Linked DNA regions of Podarcis muralis: region 1 is linked to region 2. The links are chromatin contacts, called in public Hi-C maps. All regions are on one chromosome and are shown on one strand. The core of a region is the stretch at or near the end of the contact, and the rest is flanking DNA. Distances in the headings are between cores, read along the strand shown.

The links. A called contact is a pair of places that touch in the nucleus more often than the background predicts.
Region 1: a Hi-C map of tail shows a contact between it and region 2, with 2.9 times the contacts expected there. The contact joins the promoter of RBMS1 here to the promoter of ITGB6 in region 2. A contact is called at or near these places in 2 of 3 Hi-C or Micro-C datasets (blood and tail).

What each region holds. Positions count from the first base shown.
Region 1 is chr1:106,158,531-106,165,136 of rPodMur119.hap1.1, forward strand. RBMS1 (RNA binding motif single stranded interacting protein 1) reads right to left here and starts at 2,002. Exons shown (of 14, transcript XM_077936619.1): 1 at 1,381-2,002. The coding sequence starts at 1,455. All of the region lies in intron 1 of LOC144329282 (a long non-coding RNA gene), which reads left to right.
Region 2 is chr1:106,028,554-106,035,017 of rPodMur119.hap1.1, forward strand. ITGB6 (integrin subunit beta 6) reads right to left here and starts at 2,802. Exons shown (of 18, transcript XM_077936610.1): 1 at 2,458-2,802.

The sequences.
Region 1 (6,606 bases), core at 752-3,251, 130 kb after region 2:
GCTAGAAATCCATTACTGTATAATGATTGTCAAAGTTCACATATGATACAATTTGTGTATTGTGCGCAATGCTGGTAGCTGGAGAACATTTGGGATGCCAAATATTCCAGACAGTTGATGCAACCAGCCCTGAATTTGCCAGTTTGCAGCATGATGTACCGACTGGCCTTAGGGATTCCACAGGCATCCATAGTCACAGACATGAGCATAACAAGAGATGTCAAATGCACTTGAACAGAAAAACAAAACAAAACAGCAAACAACAAATCCGTCTGCAATCAAACTAGCTTCGAGTGCTGTACTTTCACTGAAAGAGATTCCTCTGACTCTCATCATCCAGTGATGAGAGATAAATGAGAGTTAAATCTGAGCTTCATTAAAATGTAAACCACAGCTACTGACAACCGATTTCATTTTAAACAGTCTGGCTAACAGTTTAAATTTCTGAAAGCAAACTTTCAAATGCACACCATCACCGTCATTTTAAAAAGGGTTTTCTGTTGCAATCCAGCTGTTTCCAGACTTGAAAGTATCTTTAAGGTCAGTTGCAAGTTACAATGCACTTATAACAAGGGGGAAAGGCAACTGAATGTGGATGAGGGCTGGCTAAACTTGATCCCATTTTGTTACTGCACAGAACAGAGATGGAAGGAGCGGAAATGGGGAAGGCTTGACTTAAATCCCCAAGGGAAGCCCTAAAGCCCAGGGGCAGCGAAATGCCCATCTCTGCACTGATCTCTATTTAGCATTGTGGAAGGGGAGAAAAGAGCGTTGTCAGCTGAGGATACATCTCAGAAGGAGGCAGAAAAGAAAAGGAAAAGAAAAGAAAAGAAAAAGAAAAGAAGAAGGAATGTTCTCTGGATGAAGGAAGGCAGCGTGAGGAAAAGGGGAGGGGTGAAGAGGAGGGGAGAGGGAAGACAGCTGAAGACAAGGAGAAAACAGAGGAGGAGAAGGGTCAAGAGTGGCTGATAGACATGAGAAAGGAGGGAAGCCTGGGAGATGGCAGCAAGGCAAGAGATGGGCACAGAGAGGCAGCTCTTGCAGTTCAGTGACCGAGCCAGCTTCAGACTCATATATATATATCCTGAGAGGGAGCAGAGGAGAGGCAGAGCCAGGAAAGGGGCTGCAGGCTCTTTCCTGTATGTGTGTGACTGTAACCTGATGCCATCCCCAAGAGCCTTCCCCCTCCCCCTTCCCCCAGAGCGCCCCCTCCCTCCCTCCCTCCCTCCCTCCTCCTTCCCGGCTATAGTTAGCAAGCCTGCAAAACTGCAGCCCAGCCCTGCCCTGCCGCCCCCCTGTGCCCTTCCCTGGCAAGGGAAAAAGAAGAAGAAGAAGGCGGAGGAGGGAGAGAGAGAGAACAGCCCGGCGGCAGTACTGTACCTTAGCCTGCAGATACTGGGGGTAGTAGTAGGTGGTGTACTGGGGGTACATCTGCTGTTTCCACACTTTGCCCATGAAGCTGGAATAAGGGAGCCCGCAGCGCAGGGATGAGGGAGGGCACTTGACAAGGGGAGGGGAAGTGGGGGGGGGGGGAGAGAAGGAGACGGAGAAAGGAAGGCGCGGGAGGGGGGGGAGAGAGGATCGCTCTCTCGCTCTCCCTTGCGCGCGCGCTCTCCCACTAAATGTCCCTGGCTCGGCTTCTTTCTTCCTGGCGGCGGTGGCTGCGGGGCTCCTCCTTCCTCGGCTGAGCCCAGACCTTCCTCCTCCTGCTGCCCTGAAAGGCGTCAGCGGCGGCGGCGGCGGCGGCAAGAAAGAGGCTGCAGAGGGCACCGAGGACGACACCAGAGCGCTCTCTTCTTCTCCCTCACACTCGCGCGCGCGCGCGTGTGTGTATGCGCGAGGGGGGAGGGCGCGCGCGCGCGCGAGGGCCGGGAGTCGCCTCTCTCTCTCTCTCGCTCGCTCACTCGCCTCAGCAGCCCAGGCACGACCAGGGAACAGACGGCGCTACCACCACCAGCGCCCGGCCGGTTGGGAAGAGTCCTGCGCGCGGGCGCGCGAAGTGGGGTGTGTGTGTGTGTGTGTGTGTGTGTGTGTGTGTGTGTGTGTGTGTGTGTGTGTGTGTGTCGCTGACTGGAAAGCCGAGGGTGTCGTGCCCGCTGTGTGGCAATGCCAAGGGGTGGAAAGGAAAGGGCCGGGGTGAAAGAGAGAGAGGGTGGGGGTGGAAGAGAAGAGAGGCGCGCGGGGAGGGCAAGGTGGGCGGCGCTTAGTCCCGCCGAGGGTGGGACGGGCTTCCAGTACTACTGACTTGGGGGAAGCGCGCGCGGCGAGCGCTCCGGAGTAGCGTCCAGCCGGTCGTCGTGAGGGGAGCTCCGAGAGGCAGCCGGGCCAGCAAGCGGCGGGAGCCGACCCACTCAGGGTTGCTTCGAAGGGGCCCGGCAGCGTTGGCGCCCGGTGCTCTCCGGCTGCTGGACGTTGGAAAGCGAGAACTCAAAGAAAGGAGAGGAAAGGAGAGCACCTGCCTCCCGGGATTCCTGGCTGCTCGCTATAGATGCTCAGCTGCCTCCCCGGGCCATTTTTGGAGAATTGAACGAGCCTCGCATTGTTCCTTGCAGAGCACGTTCCCTAAGCTGCTAGGGGCCACTTGACTGTTTTTTTGAAAGTTTATTTTGTTTGGTTTTGTTTTAGTTTGGTTTTTCAGGAACACACACACACAGGGGTGCCTCGACTGTACATTATCAAGAAAGGCATCACAGAGCAGGAGGGGAACCCCCCCCCCAAAAAAAACACACCCCGTTTCGGTGGGTTATATAATGCTCATTCTTGCAGCTCATTTCCCAAGCGAAATTCTGAAGGAATGGAAGGGTGTCATAGTCTCCATTCTGTAACATAGTTGACTTTCTACCCTCATTTAACTTGCTCCTGGATACATTTGTGTCTATCTAGACTACATCTGACATTGTACCATTAAGTATATATATAAAATGCAGTACAAGCATGATAGGAGCAGAGGTTGTTCATAATTCTGTCCTTGACTCTTGGCAGCTTGTTTCTCCCATTCAGTTTTCCAGTTCTTCCCATTTCTGGCTTCCAGAACTCATGCTGAGTTAGCTTCTCTGTGCAATTCCTTGTTTCAGGGTTGATCCTCTTCACCTAATAATCACCTGTTATAGCAACAGCAGTTGTCACTTGGAAAGAGTAAAGGAAAGAGCAATTCATAATGAAGTATGCCACGCAGCATAGAAACAAATGTTTCTGGGTCGTCTTAAAAATTAACATTGGATTTAATAGCGTTCTTCTTCTCAACAACAGAGAAGCCTGGACTGACACATCATCAACATTTTTGGTACCACAACTAAAGAGGCAGGGAAATGCAGGCACATTTAGGCTGCAGTCCTATGCACACTTACATGAGAACAAGCTCCCATTACATCTTAACTTCGATGTACAGAATCTGACTTCTGGAGTCTTTGGAGAAAAATTACAAATATGATGATTTAGAATGTGCTTCATATTTATTACTGCTATTAACAACATTTCTAAGTTGTGATCAACTTCAACCCTTGAGGTGGTGTTCAACGATATATATGGAAACATAGTTAGAACATGGTGCTGAGAAAGCCAGGGTTGCAGGTTTGATCCCTGTAAGGGACATCTGCATGTTCCTGCATTGCAAGGAGTTGGGACTGGATGCTCCTCAGGCTCCCTTCCAACTCTGTGATTCTATGAAATACATCATATACATAGCAAAGCATTAAAATGCAGGAAGGAAATCTTCAGATGGAGGGCAGTATATAAACACAATAAATAATAATAGCAATAGTAATAAATGCAACTGAAAAATGAGGGCTTCTGTTTCCAGTGTTCAGAGGTGAGTGCAAATGCTTATGCGAACAAAACATGACTTGACACTAGGCAAAACTCCCCGAGAAGAAAATTTCACAGTGAGGTGCCACCACTGGAAAGGCCCTCTCTGATCACTACCTGCCTGGTCTCAGAGAATAGTGGAACTCAGAAAGAGACATTTGAGGAAAATCTTATGTGGGATGCTCATATTGAATAAAGGCTTCCATAAGAAATTTAGGTCTCACTCCAAGTCTTATAAATTTTGAGGCTGCAGTCCTATATCCCTTTTCATGGAAGAAAGACATACTGAACTCAATGAGATTGCTGCTGAGTAAGGATGTTATAGGACTGTAATGTGAATGTCAAAATCAGCTGTTTTAAGACTGATGAGATACATAATGTCCACTCACTCAAGGCAGCCCCATGTACGTACAACACTGTTCAGTAGCTCAAATGCAATGCTATCAGAGCTTGGATAACTGGCCAGGTTTATGTCTTCAGCAGCTGCCCTCTGCAGTTTTGGCAGGACACTTAAATATTGTATTTAATTTGAAGTTTTGTGGTTGTATTATATGGGGGTGGAATACCTGATTTAGCTCACTGCTTGTAGATTTTTCATATTTATGAGGAAAATAAGTCACAATATCTGGTGCCTAGTTTATGGTATTGATTACTAATTAGACAAACAGCAACTTTGTTTTTGTTGATAAGCAGAAGCAAGCATATACCGGTAATTGAAAAGATGGGTTCCTTTGCTTGTGCAGCAATGTATGTATGTATGTATGTATGTATAGTTTTAATGGTTGATTTCCAAGTCTTTTACTTCTATGGGCCATCTGTAAATTTTGTTTGATTTTTGCTATAATCAACCAGTTTTCTCCTGGCGAAATGTAGTATAGTAGTGTATGCAGAATGCTTTCACTCATGTATTCAGATGTGCTTTATTAAGGATTCTTGTTAAGTAGCAACAATGATCCATCCCCCACATCCTCACCATGATCTTCACACTCACAGCATTAGAACAGCATGTCTCTATGGCTGGCATTTACAAAGGTCAGCAGATGTACAGTGCTATGTCTGAACGGGTTCCATGGAACTTCATGGAGAAATATGTGGAGGGCATGAAGCATCTTTAGAATTAGAAAGGGTTAGACTTTGCAAGGTCAGAATATCTTTCTCTCTTTCTGAAGAAGAAAATGTTATAGTGTTTAATATAATAAAGCAGATATGCTTCCTGTAAAACCTGCCAAAATTCAATGTTAGGTAGTCAAAACCAAACACAATCCCTTTTACCACTTAATATAATTTCAGCTGAATTGTAGGCTATCTACACATCACTGGCTTAAAACATAGTAAGGTGCTTTGTGCGTGTGTATGTATATGTGTGAGAGAGTGAGAGAGGGGGGAGTGTCTTATTGCATTTCAAGACACATTTTTATACTGCTGTATGCACCAGGGAGAGTCAGGGATGTTTTCACCTGATGCACATCACCTGTTTCTCTATGCTTGCAATAGAGCAGGCATAGGGAAACTCCAGCCCTCCAGATGTTTGAGACTACAATTCCCATCATCCCTGACCACTGGTCCTGTTAGTCCCAAACATCTGGAGGGCCGGAGTTTGCATCCCCAAACCCCTATTCAGTGAAAGCATCTTTTACACAGCTGCTTTAAATGTACACACCCCACCTTAACTGCATCTTATGTTTTCAAATTGGATGGAAGCTGGTTTGTGGGGAAACGTATCAATCAGCAGTATTTCTTAGGAATCTACAAGATACAAATGGATTGTGGCTAACATCACGCGTACTCGGCTTCAAACACCAGCAGTGGGAGCCGGTGTTAACAGTAATGTGTGCACTGTCTCTATCTACAATGTTGTAGTCATTGTAAACTTGAAGCCAGACAAGGCTGTCCTTATCAATCCATTTTATAGTGTCACCGGAACACCGTCTTCCCTTTCCTTAACAGTGATGTTTTCCTCTTCTTGACAAGGCCTTATAAAGTAATCCATGTTTAATGATGGGATCTCTACTGCTTCCTCAAGAAACAGTTAAGCAAGAAACAAAGAGTTATGCTTCCCCCCCATTTCATTGCCACCAAACACTACCTTTTACAATTATTTTTCCTCTGCGGTGGAGTCTACACCAATGAATACATATACCGGTACCTGCCATTTCATTTGAAGGAAACTCAGATCCACAGAACATTATGCTGTAATAAATTTGTTAGTCTTCAAGGTGCTACAAGAGTCTTCATATTTTCTTTTCCGGGCTACAACAGCTAACACACCTACCCCCATAAAGGAATGATTGTTATGCTCTGCAATTCAGGCATTTGAAAATTCATGCTTCTTTTCCTTATTTAGCAAAGCCACAGCCAGTTGTCTGTTCTTCTGTTGTGCTAGTATTTGTCTTTCTCTCCCAGCATCTTTGACTCTCCCCACTCCTTGCTTTGTTTTTCAACCTACCAAGCAGGACAGCTGGGGGGAAAAATGAGGGTGACCGTCTATCCCCTGCCTACATAAATATATGACTGATAGCACAGCATCGTTCCTTGCCATTTCCCCTTCCACTGGAAGTAGCCCCCTGTGTAAAGGAGAAGGCTAGGGTTTTTTCTTTGTTTGTTTCAAACTTATTTCTCCTATCACTTCTGGCCTTAAAAACAAAACTGAAAGCAGTAAACTGGCAGAACATGGATCTGATTTTGATCCCAAGAGAATTTGTGGATTCTGGGAATTGTTTCTGTGGATAAAAACACCATTTGCTGCAATACTAATCTTACATCTTAATAGCAAACTCATCATCCAAGTGTGGATCCTTATGA
Region 2 (6,464 bases), core at 1,552-4,051:
GCATACAAACCCACTGTAAACATAGAATGTTTGGGCGGGCACAACAGACGTCTATTGGAGAGGTATACTGTTGGGTTTTATTTAACAGCAATGAGTAACTAGATGAGTTGAACTGGACAGAAAGATTACTCATGTTTTGTGGACAAGTGAAGAAGGATGGCTTTGTTATCCTATCAATGGCAAAATTCTCCTTGGATGAATTTCCCAGCAGCTTGCAGATAAACCACTTCCACTGAACCGCTGATTAATAGTCCTTAGAGAATCCCAGGTTAAAGGGACACAGAACACATATAGACTGATCAGGGTCTGGCATATTCCATGTGTTTGTGCTTTCAGCAAGCGCGCGCACGTGCACGTACACACACACACACACACACACACTCTACAACAACACAAGGACAAACACAGAATATTCTGTGTGCTATTTTACTAAATAGAATCTGTAGGTCTACTTGCAGTTCAATCTGTTTGCATGAGCAAGGCTACCTGCTATCACTATTTCACACCAGGAAAGTGTCCAGAATATAGAAATGGCACAATCTTTGCCCTGAAGGAGTAAGAATGTAAGAGCCCATTTCTTAGTTATGTGCCAAAGAAAATCAGAAGAGCCTTGCTTGTTCAGGCTGAAGGCCCATCTAGTCCATCATCATTTTCTCATGGTGGCTAACCAGATGGCTATGGGAAGCCCATAAACTGGACATGAACACAATAGCGCAACAGCACTCCTACCGTTTCTCTTCAGCAACTAGTATTTAGAGGCATATTGCTTCTGACAGTAGAGATATAGTAAGGTCATTGATAGCCTTATCTTCTATAATTTTTTTAAGTCACCCAAGGTGGTGGCCATCACTACAGCTTGCAGGAAGAAATTCCATAGTTTAAAAATGTGCTACTTAATGCATAGGTTATGGTGTGCTTATAAAGCAGAAGGGCTGATCAAACAACCATGTTAATCATCTCCTTGAAGAGAAGGAGAGTTGGACCCCCCCCCTCCAAAGAACATTAAACTGCCTTAGTTACTCAACCACTGCAGAATCAATGCCATTATTTCTGGTAATGTCCTGAACACCAAGCAATTCTCCTGTCCCACATTCTGCACTCTGCTGGTATAAATGGCTGACATTATCCTTCTATGTAGGTGAAAGTACTATTGCTTTCCATGACACTGTGCTGTGGCACCATTCACAAACACTCTTGACACAGCAGATATAAATCGAGGAGCTGGCTTATGCAATAAGACCCATTGATTTACAGTGCTTCGTTTTTGAAGTGTTGTGACTCACAACTGCCAAACTAAGTCATATTTCAACAATGAATGTATAATACTTCTCTCTCTCTCTCTCTCTCTCTCTCTCTCTCTCTCTCACACACACACACACACACACACACACACACACAAACACACACACACACCAGCCACCATGTCTCCTCTTGATCAGGAGTGTGATGTTGTGATGTGTTGGGTTTAATCTTTCCTCAGGTGCCACAATCCTGCCAAAAAGTAAAGAGCCTGAAGCTGCTAGTCCCACTGGGGAAGAAAAGGACAGTGAATTCTCCTTTGTTCAATGCATTAAAATATAGCTGTCCTGGAATGCAAAATCCAAGCCAGAAGATATGAATTATTATATTTTTTGGCTAGGGCTGATGGCAGTGACAGCCCAAAACATCTGGATAGGGAAGGTTGGCATAAGCACCAGTGACCAGATAATCACCAGATACATCACATACCCCCTTTTTGGGGAGGATGCTGGAGGGGCAGCTGCAAGCATTCTTACACAGATCATGTTGGAATTAAACTTTAGTTCCCAATTTCAGAGCTATATGGAAGAGAGCCTGGGTCGTTTGACCCTTGAATTATTTCTCTTTCCCCTCCTGTAAGAACTACGCAAGATACTCTCTTTTAAAGTTTAAATAACATAACTTTTACTTAGTGTACATGCACTTGCAGATTAAAATATATACAATACAGATAGGTGTTACTTATGTTGGTAATACATCTTACATAAATTGTATCTAAGATAAATACGGACTAACTCTGAGGCGGACAGCAGCATAACATAGGGCTGCAATATTTTAAGAAGTGAAAATCCAGATACAAAAGTTGTTGAGCTTTTAATCTTTTTTAAAAATAAGTTTTTAAACTATCCCCCCCCCCAACACTTCCAAAATGGGCTGCCATACGCCCAGGTTTTCCCAGATGTCTTTAGTCAGTTTTTGAAAATTCCTCTCGGACGCCATTTTTGGCGGACGAATCCTGGCTATGTCCGGGAAATTCAGAACGTATGGCAACCCTAGCATAGCAGAACATACTGGCTGCTCTAACTGTTAATAACTGCCATAACTGTACCAACTGAAATAACTGCCTCAGTTGTATGACATCATAGAGTTCTATAGCCCTTGTGAACATTAACTTAGCACTTTGGATACTTTCATACCACAGATTATATAGATCCATACCAATCAGGGTGCAATCCTGGCCATGGGGCTGAGTTGGTCTTGGTCACCTTGATGGATGACCTTTGCAGAGAGCAGGACAAGTGGAGCATGGCCTTCCTCCTGCTTCTTGATCTCTCCTGCTTTTGTTCCCACTGACCATTGCCTTTTCCTGGACCTGCTCTGGGCAATAGGAATTGTGTTCCAGTAGTTCCAGTTCTACCTCTGGGACCGAATTCAGAGAGCTGCATTAGGAAAGTGCTTTTGGCCTCACTGCCACGAGGCACTATCTTATCTCTAGCGCTATTTACTATCTACATGAAGCTGTTGGAGGCAGTCATTAGGAATGCTGGGGCAAGGTGCCATCAGTATGCTGAATCAGAGGCTGCAGATAAAAAATTGTCTGAGAACTTGGCCCGTTGTCCACCCTGAGTTAGGCTGCACTCACCTTGAAGGAGAAAGTTTGCAGTCTGGGTGCACTTCTGGGTCCACCTTTCATCACTGGAGGCCCAGATAGCCTCAGTGGCTAGCAGTGCATTTAGCAGCTTTAATTTATATGGCAGCGATGGCTATTCCTGGCCTGGGAAAGACTGGCCACGAGAGCTAATTCATTGGTTAATTCAAGACTGCATTCCTGCAGGGCACTCCAGGTGGGGCTTCCCTTGTGCTTGATCCAGAAGCTGCAGTTGGTGCAGCATGATTGCAGATAGGTGTGTGACCTTATATAACACCTGTGCTTAGACCTGATTGCTTATTTGCTACCGGACCAAGTTAAAGGTGTTACGATTAGCATATGAAACCCTTAACAACTTAGGACCAGTTTACCTGCAAGATCACCTTACCTCACATGTGCTCTTTCAACCACTTCAGTCTGTGGAATTTGCACTCTTACAGGTGGTATATAATACTCAATCCACATTTATAAGAAGTCAATCTTTTAGTATGGCAACACACACTTTGGAACTCCCTGCCTATTGACACCAGGCAGTTGCCTTCACTGCACTCTTTTCTGTGCCTGCTAAAAACATTTTTGTTTAGACAAGCCTACCCAGATATGTAGAAAGTTTACATGTCCTTTAATCTGTGTTTGGCTTATCACTAATGTTTTAAATAGCTGTTTTTAACTACCGGTAACTGTTCCAGCTGATGATTTTATTGTTTCACTCTATTTGTAACTTGGAGGGTGGTTGTTGGGTTTTTTAAATACAATCAAGAAGTAAACAAATGTTATTATATGAATATGTAACTACAATTCTAAAATCATTTAACATTTGTATGTGGCCCCATAGGAGAAAGTTATCTGAGAATCATATAATAAATATTAAAAAATATTGATGATGTCTCCTACCTCCCCAACATTTCTCTCACAAATACACACCAATATAGTGGTTATTGCCTATTAAACTGCCCATCCTGTTTGGAAACTAAACACCTCACAATGGTGTGAACATCCTAAAAGGTATTTCCTCTAAGGAGACCTAGGCATAAAGTTGATCAAGCCTTGGGATGAGTCTAGGGACATGGCCAATTCGCCTGGGACATTGAGAGAGGCATCCATGAAATTGGTAGAGAATTTGGGGCTTAAGGAGGTGGCAGAGGGTGATATCCCTTGTGTCAAACTCAAAAGAAGAGGCCACACTTTCAAGAGAAGGGCCCTCTCTGGGATCTACAGAAATGGTGGTTTATTAGGTGCTTACTGCAGCTACTGCCAAGCATTGTCCCAAGTTCAAATTGTGGGTTTTTTCTTCTTCCAAGAAGTAACCCTGACTTGTAGGGCTTTGTCTGTCTTCCCCATAGTGGGGCAGTCAAAATCCCTCACTTCACAGTGCAGAGCAGAGCAGAGGTGAGAAAGGAACAGGAATAAAAAAGGCGGGAAAGTGTGAGGAAAGCTGAGGGCGTTGTTTTTTTAAAAAACACAGTAAGAGAAAACAGATAAACAGCTACTGGAGACTACAAATACAGTGGTACCTCAGGTTACATATGCTTCAGGTTACATACGCTTCAGGTTACACACTCTGCTAACCCAGAAATAGTGCTTCAGGATAAGAAAAGAAATTGTGCTCCGGCGGCGCGGCAGCAGCAGGAGGCCCCATTAGCTAAAGTGGTGTTTCAGGTTAAGAACAGTTTCAGGTTAAGAACGGACCTCCGGAACGAAAAAGGAGAAAAACAACAACTGGTAGGGCAGTGCTATTTTTCTAGAAAAAGAGGTGCCGGATCGCACCACGAATGACAATGACAATGTCGCCTACCTGAAGGGTTCTGGCAAGTTCCGGCTGAAAAGAAGCCCTGAGGTAGGGCATAAGGGAGCAGATTGAAGGAGAGAGAATCCAAATGGGATGTTGCTCTGAGATGAGACAGGAAAAGGGCTGAGCCTCAACAGAAAGAGAACAGAAAAGTCTTCTGGAGAAGTTTGTGGCTTAACTTTACCTGTACTTGTTTTAATGGTGCAATGTGCTTTATTTTGCCTTGTCTTGTTTTCGTAATAGCTTTGGCTACACAAATAAGTAATATTCAAATGTAAGCATATAAGTTTGTGGTGTTTTCCTGCCTCCAAGGTGCAGAGCAGGCAACACAACACACTTGAAGCCCTCCTTCATCCACCGGTGAGTGTGTGTGTAGTGCAAGAAAAGACCATTGCTGCCAACGTGCCCTTTGTGCAACTGTTTTGTCTGTCCAACTCCCACAGTTGTGAAACGTAGTAGATGTGCATTATGGTGTATCAGCAGCATGTTCTATGGTTGCAAATTTTATGAAATTTATTCTCATAGGTAATTCCCAATCATGACTATTGCATTGTTACGCAAGGTTTTAACTATTTATATAATGGAACAATATGTTGCTTATTGTTCTTAAAAAATATGAGGTCGATGAAACCCCAAAACATGACTCTTGTTAGTTTATGCACTTCACATTATTGAGTCCAGTGGATATAGTGTTACCGAGAAAGGAAAGTTCTCAGTGGTTTTGTTTTACAAAACATCTAAATAGTGTCATGCTTAAAACCATCCCACATTTTATTTTTGTTGCTTTCTTCGGACGCAGCTGACTCTACTTTTTTTTTTTAATTGATGGAAAATTAATGCATTGAAATGCTGGGAAATTATTTACAATTTCATCTGGAATTATATATTGCATTTCATAGGAATTATATATTGATCAGTTTCAAGAATCATATAACTAATATACTGTGCAGATCTTGATGGGTGCAAGGGATTGTACAAGACAAGAGGACTGTTCCAAAAGTATGCCTTTTAATGAAGGTTTGGATTTGTTTGCAGGCCAATACTAAGGGTCATATTAGGCAGCATGTTAAATGATGAAGCACTGTGGGAGAGTATCATAACTAAGGTCAGAATAATAACCCCCAAAGCTAAATTGGTAAGTGTACCTCAGCATAAATACCAAAATAAGAAAATCCAGTTTTGCTGGCTCACAATGAAGGTTCGTGTTTTTAAACTTTGTAGGTTGGGGTTGTTGTCTTTTGGGAAGGGCCTGGCAGTGCCATCATTGCAGGAGGCTAGGAGATGGGTAACTCACCAGGGGTCCTTCTCAGCTATCTCTCCCAAATTTCAGCTGATCCTAACTTTGGTTTGTTTTTGTGTGTGTGCCAGCTAAAGACTCTTCTCTGCATGGGTGTCCTCTCCAATTCTCTGCATGTGCATTCAGAAGTAAGCCCTGCTGAGTTCAATAGGAATTACTCCCAGGGATATGTGTATAGAGTTGCAGTCAAAAATGTTAATTCATGCGTGGCCATTATTGCATCTCTCAGCATTGTGTTACATATGCATACACAATACCATTTTTGTCAGTCCATCCATGTAATCAATGTTTAAGAACAGATAAATCACCCAAGCTCCAGGAAAAATGTTAATTTCCACTCCACTTTTAGCATCTCCTTGAAAGGAATTGATACTTTGGTGTCATATGGAGTTGACATATTTTGGTGGCGGCGGGGGTGGGAGCGTGGGATATTTGTAACTTTTGGGCATCAGTTAATTCAGCTCTCCAACCTATTTGCATTTGACAGCCCA